2 separate regions of the Danio rerio genome follow, and region 1 is linked to region 2. Evidence: chromatin contacts called from public Hi-C data. All regions are on one chromosome and are shown on one strand. The core of a region is the stretch at or near the end of the contact, and the rest is flanking DNA. Distances in the headings are between cores, read along the strand shown.

Region 1 (4,625 bases), core at 1,815-4,314, 35 kb before region 2:
TGTGTCTGGAAAAATATTCAAAGGCTTTTATTCTCATAAATCGCGCGGAAGTAAATGCATCTGACAGTTGTGATTGGCTAAAGCAGACGTCTCACGTCAGCACGTTCTAGATGTGCACGCGCTTATTCCGTCAATCTTCCTTCTGCGTTCACACAGAGCAGCATTCCGGCAAATTGCTGGTAATATTACAACTTCTCTTTCCGGAAAATAGCCAGAACGAATTTACCGGTATTTTCAAAAAGGACCTGTTCACACTTACAACCTTTCCGGAAAATTGCCGGTAATTTTCCGGAAAGGTCTGTATGTGTGAAAGGGGCTATTGAGTACATTTACATGGACACCAGTAATCCAATTTTAATATGATTAAGACAGTACCCTACCATATAGACAGTGGTTTTTGATGATCTTAATCCAACTTAAGTCATAATAGAACTAATCAGAAATCGAATTAGCACGTGAAGTATGCCAATTTTAGTCGCTTTATTGAAGAGTAGTATAGACTGCTTAATCAAACTATTAACGTTGTGCAGGAGTTTTGCTGCATTTTGTGTCAGGATAGTCTATACACACTGTTTGACACTATTCTCTGCAGCTACTGAGTCAGTGAAGGACCACAAACACCTGCATGGCAAAATGCGGATGTTTTTTTGCCATATGGCGTGCGGTATCGAATTCTATTAAAACTTCACTGTTCCAGCAGTTTATACTCGCATCTAATATCTTGTTTGTCATTTTGAGGCATGCATGAAATGTTTCTGAATGAAAGTAAGAGTGCCAACTCGCTGTTAAAGTCGACAAATCTAAATATAGTCAATGATCTTGTGATGGCAAACCCCTTGACGGGGAAGAAGAAAACTGACATTTTGCAATACAACTCCAGTTGTACATGCTGGTCTTTTATTATTGAGAGATTGATGCTGCATTGAAGGATAATGCTAACATAAAATTAAGGGTGCTTTCAAATCTGTGATTCGGTTCATTTGATCCAGACCAAGGGCAACAAATGATACATTGTTGCACTTTTCTGCCTTTTTTGTGTTCTTTTCACACCACACTGGTTGCTTTGGTCTGAACCAGTTGAAAAGAACCAAAATACAGTCATGTTACAAAATCCACATCACTTATTGGCCAGATCTTATTAAATGTATTTCCTGAACTGCTTTTCGATTGGTCAGAATTAATGTGCAGGAGAATGCCAATGGAAATCCTGCAAGTAAACAAACCGGCAGACACAAAATGTCCCTTTTTACTACGGAGGGATGACTGCACTGGCTGATTATATACCTGGTCATAGTATACTATATAGTTTGTATACATCACTTTAGACAAACTATACAGTTTAAGGAAACAGTGTTTTAATGCAATGCAAATGGCGAAGGCGCATTGCAAGTCACTTCAGAAGGAGGCGTGAATTAATTTAGCTAAACTGCGACATGGTCCGGAAATATTACCAACGATCCATAAGGCAATGTTTTTCCCTCTCTCTCTCTCTCTCTCTCTCTCTCTCTCTCTCTCTCTCTCTCTCTCTCTCTCTCTCTCTTTATTTAAAGTTGTTGGTAAAGTGCTGTCAACAAATATGTTTCCTCCACACCCCATAAGATGGGACAAAGCATCGGACTACGGCAGCTGGATTAGTCCAAAAAGGTGCAGTACTTTTTGCTGTTGTGTCTGTTTTAGTGCAGATCATGTTCTCACCACAAACAAACTGCTCCAGCGTTTCTTTGAAAACATTAGGTGAGAAAGTGGACCAAAAAAGCGTACCGAGAACTCCTTGAAGAGGTGGTCTCAGTATGCTTTTTTGGTCTACTTTTGGTGCATGCACGAGTGCGATTGCTACATTCAAACCTGCCCAAAAGAACTGCACCAAGGAGAAAAACAACTCTAGTGTGATTCAACGGAACTAAATAAGGCGTGTGAAAACACCCTAAGTGTGATTGGTTGCTTAACCTGCCAGTCAGATTACCTGCCAGACAGAAATCTCTAAAGGATTTTGAGGAAATAATGCAGTAATATCAATTGTCCACTGTATTTGTTTGCCTTTTGTTTTTGTAATTAGGTTTATAAAAAATTCCATCAAAGTTTTTTATCAGCTTTTGTGTATCAGTTATTAGCTTCTAAGTAAAAAAAGTAATTGGCTATCAATTTTCAAACAAATACATCCCTAAAATAAGCATGTATTTGTATTTATAATTTTAAAAGATTTAATAGATTCATTGGTAATAAATAAAATGGACCCAGAAGTATCTGTCTATTAGAAATTACTGCTTAAGATAACACCTACTCATTTTCATGACTACTTTGTTAAAAAGTTAAGAGTAATGACTACTCTTAAAAAGACTACTTTGTTAAAATGATCAATCCTAAATTGACCAAATACTATTGCTGCCAAGTAGCAACTTGGAAATATACAATAGTACACTCTGCTCGTTTAATTTAATAGTAATGCAGCGGCTAGACATTCTAAAACTTTAATTGAATACCTCTGACATAAAACCTTGCATTGAACAAACTGTACTTCTAACTCTCCTAGCAATATTTCTCAGTTAAATTAAATATGCTGTCCACTATGGAAGGTCTGTGATGGCCACTTTGTAGAGACAATATAATGCATTTAAATAACACCCCAGTGGTCCATAAATTATTTTGTTTGTAGCATGTTGATATCAGAGCAAAATTAGTCTTTTTATTTTATTTATTTTTTAGTAAAACTGAACAATTTTTAGCTGGTTTGTAAATTTGGTGTGTGATTAGAATCCAGTGAGACACATCTCTGGGTAAATTCATCCACAAACACCAACCCATTCAGAGGTGTTTATCTCCAGACCCCCATGGCTTGTCGTGAATAATATCCAAGCATGATTCATTGCCCAATTTCACTCAGCACCCAGTCCCTTCAACCACCAATCACAGCATTGTGTTTAAGCAGACCCCCACCTACCTAATTCCATTTCCACCAATCACAACAAGCTTTCCAATCACTCAGATCACGTTTGATTGAGTGCAGCTGCCCCTCTGGGTGAAAGGAAAACCATAGACGCAAAAAAAAAAAAAAAAAACCATTAGGCTGACACGAACCACAGATATGGCAGATAAAGATTCACAGGTCAGCGCCTGCCATTGAGTCTGCTCTCTGGGGTAGAGCTAATCCAGTCGGCCCTGCTGAGCAATGACCCAGTGCTTTGAGAGATAACAGGACAGCTGGTGTTAAAATCTCCTGCCACTCTGATGCCGAATATGATTCTGACCATGAAATAAACAAAGGCACGAAAGTAGATGTGAATGCTTAGTCATGAAATCGCAAGGATGTAGTAAGATATGTAACACACATTCTTGGTGGTACAGTACCATGGTGGTGGTACCCGGCCTTCATCTTCAAGGGGGCAAAAGAAATACTGAGGTGCAATGTCTGTGGCTTTTGACTTAACATCCACTAAATAAGGTATTATGCAAATATTTAGTCAGCCAATCACATAGAAGCAACTCAGCATATAGCTATGATCAAAGAAATGTGCTGAAATTTTCACCCCCATTCAGTTTTAAGGGACAGTGGGAAGGGGTTGGTGAATGCATATGTCTGGGTTACTGTTAAAATTACATTACAAACATCTGTTTTAACACTGTTATGCTTGAGATTTAAGTCTTGTCCATCGGCTTAGACACAGCCAAACACACACAGTCCTGTGACCTTTTCCTTCGGTTCATCCAGGGGTCCTGATTTTAAGATGTTGTCCATCTGCTGCCCATGTGGTTTTGTTGTCCCTTGATCCCACCTTAAGCTGTCTTAATGCCCCTATCATGCCCTTATCTCCCAGAAATCCGTCTATGCATTATCCCTTCATCTATCCTTGCTGTCTTACACCACCCAAATCTCCACCAAATCCCCATATCTGTCATTGCTGGCCTACATCCCAACATATTAGATCTGAAGCAATTTCTGTTTCTTAGATTCTCTCTCCCGGTCTCTGTCTGCCTCTCTTCAAACACACCCACACACAATCTCTGGTGTTTAACAAGCACATATGCAGGTCAAATGAGGTACTGGATCTCATACAACTCTATTAGCAACAAAGCCAAGCCGATGTTGTGAATATTTCTGAGGCTTAAATAGTTAAATATGTTTAAATGTACATCCAGTTTCACATGATTTGAGTACTTCTCATCTTAGATCTGCTCCTTTGCCCTGAAAGATGACCCTAAAGTCAGCATGAAATCCAAACTTACAATGTGTATTTTGGTAGCTCATGTTATTATTCATTTTCCTTCAGCAGAATGAAACGGCAACTTATCCAGCATATGTTTTACACAGCGGATGCCCTTCCAGCTGCAATTCAGTACTGGGAAACACCCATACACTCTCACATTCACATTATCTTAGTTTATTCAATTCACCTATGCCCATATCCAAACACGTGATTGGAAAACGGGCCTGATCACATGGTTTCAGACTCAAATCGAGAATATATATATATATATATATATATATATATATATATATATATATATATATATATATATATATATATATATATATATATATATATATATATATATATACACACACACACATACATACATACACACACATATATATATATAATTCATTTATTAATTTCATAAAGGTATTG
Region 2 (4,188 bases), core at 7-2,506:
CCTGTATTTTGTTGTACAAACACTTCTTCATGGCTTACACGTTATGCTGGTGGTGTTAATATGATCGTTTTGCAAATATTCGACTTAAATGGTCTCATTTAATAGATTTTCCTCATATGCTTCTTAGGAATTGTACAAAAATGTGCATTAGTAAAGTTTTAATGCTGGCTGAAATGAACATTTTAAAAGTAAATGTGAATATAAACATACTTTTTCCCTTTTTGTTGTAGTTTTACAAAAAAAAAAAAAAAAAATAAATTAGATGAACAGTTGCCAGTAAAGTCACTAAAGTTAGCCAATCTGCTTTCTGCTGTCTTACGCTATCTGTTAAACTTTTGGTAAAGCAACAATTGATTTGGACAGAATAATAATAATAATTATTATTATTATGCCTATCATTAGTTTGTAGTATTTTCATAGCAATTTAAACTACACCTTCAGTGTGTACAACAAGAAGCAAAAAGGAGCTTTGACTGTATCTGCGGAAGAATGACATCAGATATATCAGGTTTCTACTTTTTTTTTGTGCTTGAATGTTAAAACGGCTCTTCTATGAATTGCCAGTCACTGATATGGTCAAATTCAGTTTGAGACCGCTGCCATAATGTCTCAACCAGGGGTGTGAGATTGGCCAGGATTACCTGTTTGATCGGTTGTACACTCTTACAAAAAAGTACAATAGGTTGCATATTGGTGTCCTAAAACCCCAAAGTACACATATTACCTAAAAAGCACGGAAGTGAACCCAAAAATGAAAAAAGACTGCCGCGATGACAGCTCTTGTACCTTTATAAATGGATAGAAAATGGAGAGTGTTTGTAAACAGTCATTTCATTCCTCTCAAGCCATTATCTTGTCATTGTTGGTTGTGCAATGGTGACTAAGATCCAGGAACCAAACCCTGGTAAAATAGCCTTTGGCGAAAGTTTCCATTTGTTTACAGAACGAAAGTGAAAGCTCCCGTCTGGGAAACAATTGAAATACTAAAGACATCATTTTTTTTCTTGCCTCCCTCGCTGCCCTAGTTCTCTATGTTCTGTGTTCCCTCTCGATATCTTGTTTTGGGTCTCATGCTGTTGTGTGTATCTATGCTGATCGTGGCTTTTCCATCACAAACCCTCCTCAATCTTCCATTCAATCTCTCTCTCTCAGTTAAATATTAATTACACAGCGAGTGTCCTGCAGGCAGGGTGCAGAAGTACAATGGATCGGAGCAAGGCTCTGTGCGTGAACTGGTAATGAGAAAAAGCAGGGGGATCGTGTCTACCTCCATCTGCCTACAGGGCCCAAAGCCCTCATCTCCCTCAAGCTATTAACATTAATGAGTAGGCCCCCATTGGAATTCTGGGTATTGTAGTTGGTGTGCGATATGGCTCTTGCCCAAGCTGGTGCTGTATTTGCTGATCAAGCAGATCGGTTATTTGGTTTGATCTGTAGCAGTAATACAAGACCATGAGAAGCATGTTAGCGAGGAAGGCTGAGTCAGTTTCCAGGTCTAATCAATGCGGAGTTGTGTGATTTGATTTAAATGTAATAACTGGCTGTTCTGTATGTATTCCCGTGCTAAAAGCTGGAGGGTGGGGAGAAAGGGTTATCACAGCCCCATCTTACTCCAGCTGGGTCTACATGTTTTTCTTCATTGACTATTCTCTATTTGATCTATCATTTATCTGTATTTCCTTTATTGCTACTGCCATTTGTGAAATCCCTAACCATCATGACAGCATGGGGTTTGTTGAAGTGCATTGGTACTTTGGTAATTACAAGCCTGGTGCACAATAAAAACATGCAAAATTATACACACTACAAAATGACTTTTGTCGCTTGTTCACAATATTTATTTAAAAGGATTTGACAGGTTTTTGGGACATTTTAATTGTTTTATGTTTAACCACCTTAAATTTGTAAAATAAATAAGTTAACTTAATCTATTTATGTTGGGCAACGTAATACGGCAACCGTTACAACAGCACGCAGTAATTGTGTGTAACCCAGCATTTAGAATTCATTGGAGGAAGAATCTTGAGTTATATCTTAAGTAGAAATTCTGCAATGTATCGGTCACTAAACTTAATCGTCTTATCTTCAGTGCATATGCCAATAAATGCTATAGTGATGGTTAACTTGCATGGAAAAAATGAGCTACACCCATTTTAATTATTCTCAGAGAAAAATCATTAAATTCTTGCATAATGAAAAATAAAAACTTTCCAAAATATTAGACCTGAATATGTATAAAATATCAGATGTGTGTCAAGAAAGCAAGTTTGGGCTATATTATTTTGGACAATAAAAGAAATGGGCTACACTTTAGAAACATTTCTGGAGCAGCAAAATTTACCATTTGTGCTCAGCATAATTGAGTACAGCCCTTTTTGAAGATGTAGAATATTTATATCCATTTCTTAGTGAATATAGTCAATGAATTTTGGTTCATTTAAACAAAGCAGATTCATTAAACAGATATATTTATTAACATAATATTTTAGTAACCAAACATATTTAGAAATTGAAAGTTAATACAATAAAATTTAAGCAAAATATTGAAAAAACTATATATATATATTTTTTTGCTTTTCTTATTTTTTCCTCTTTAAAAAATGTATTTAATATTTTTCTATAACATAAATTTGCTTGTACTAGTTTTTGGACTGTTATTAAGTTATTTTGTTAAATAAGCTCGAGATTTGGCCTCAGTATTAACTAATCTAATGTATATGCACAAATATAATATAGGATAGCTTTCTATTAAATATGAATATGAATTTTAAAGATAGATTTGTGAGGGGTGTACTTATATATGCTGAGCACTGTTGCAACAGCACTGGCTTTGTTTGTTAAGTTTATTAAATAAATATGTTCTATTAAATGTCAATTAAAGATTACTGTTGTTAATTTAAGTATCGAATAGCAAAAATCATCTTTGAAGATGGTCTTGTTGTCATTTTTTTATTTTAACTTGTGCATCTTTTACAATTTTGGACAGTTGAATGTTAATTGAGTCCAATCCATATTCTGCAAAATAAATTTAATGTAAAACAAGTAGCTTTTACTATATAGTTCTTGTACGTGTATTGGAAATGGGCGAAAGTTTTTTTTTTGTAAAAATTGGTATTGGCTTAAAAAAAACCAGTGCATCCCTAATTTTGAGTCTGAAAAAGCACAGAGATTTGGAGTTTTTTTTTTTTTTCTGAAAAAGATCCAAAACACCTTCACTGACTATTATAGCACTAAGTGTTAGTTAATTCTTATTTATCTTCTCTGCAATTTAGACCATTGTAAAATATAACTAAAGGTACAGTACCATGTTGCTAATTTGATTTGGTCATATTGTATTGCTTTAATGGCAATACAGACATGTATCACAGTATAAAATGAACCCTTCATTTGGGAATAAATACTGTGGTACCACAGTTAGGCATGAGACAATAACTGGTTTCAAGGTTTACAGCGGTTTGGAAAAGTCAAGTTATTAAAACAGAAAATAAATTTCGGTTATACCGTTCCTCAGGTATATGTAAAGGTTTTTTTGTATGTGTTGTAAAGGAATCAGTTTTTTGTAAACTAATGAGCGTAGCAGAAGTCAATAATTTGTTTTAATTATTTAGCCTCACATGTTTACTGTTCCAAAATATTATAAATGTGATTTGTAAATTGAAAAATTGACAAATGAAAGACTGTATATTGTGTTCAATGGGGGATAATTTGTTGTTTTTTACTGAGACATTTTAAAAGAACGTATTTTAGAGCAGTAATCACAATATCGTGATACTGTAATATTTTTATCCATGATCCATTATCATACTGAGACACTTTTACTGGCCCTTGACTAACCACACTATTGTTAGAGTAGATCAGCACTGGCATCTTTCAGTCGAATTTTCAGTAATACAATTACTGAAAGGGAAGCGCTAATTGGTGTTAGCGGCTATAAGAAAGGTTAGGAGTTCAATCCTGAGGTGCTAGGAAGGGTGTGAGATCTGGGAACAGCAGAGATAATGAGATGACAGCCCAGCAGAAAATAAACATCGGGTATCGGTGGTTCAATGGAAGATCGCAATTACGAACATTTCCAGTGATCACACACGTCAGGGCCTCTGGGAACGTTCTGTTCTGGAGCGGAGACCAGTTGTGCTTCTCTGTTTCCAGCTGAAAGAGCTGTTTTTTTTGCCATTACAGTGAACATTG

The links. Hi-C and Micro-C count contacts between places; a contact is called where the count stands out from the background.
Region 1: a contact with region 2 is called in a Hi-C map of embryo, with 2.2 times the contacts expected there. The contact joins two enhancer-like sites. A contact is called at or near these places in 8 of 18 Hi-C or Micro-C datasets (caudal fin, embryo, hematopoietic stem cells and 1 more).

The regions. Positions count from the first base shown.
Region 1 is chr10:10,878,955-10,883,579 of GRCz12tu, reverse strand. The region is part of intron 3 of sh2d3ca (SH2 domain containing 3Ca); the gene reads right to left. Among named protein-coding and RNA genes, the nearest start is that of sh2d3ca, 61 kb to the right of the region's middle. Within about 2 kb of position 3,064, at least 16 of the 62 cell types and tissues checked have an H3K27ac peak or open chromatin away from gene starts, as enhancers often do.
Region 2 is chr10:10,842,394-10,846,581 of GRCz12tu, reverse strand. All of the region lies in intron 3 of sh2d3ca (SH2 domain containing 3Ca), which reads right to left. Among named protein-coding and RNA genes, the nearest start is that of sh2d3ca, 25 kb to the right of the region's middle. Within about 2 kb of position 1,256, at least 9 of the 62 cell types and tissues checked have an H3K27ac peak or open chromatin away from gene starts, as enhancers often do.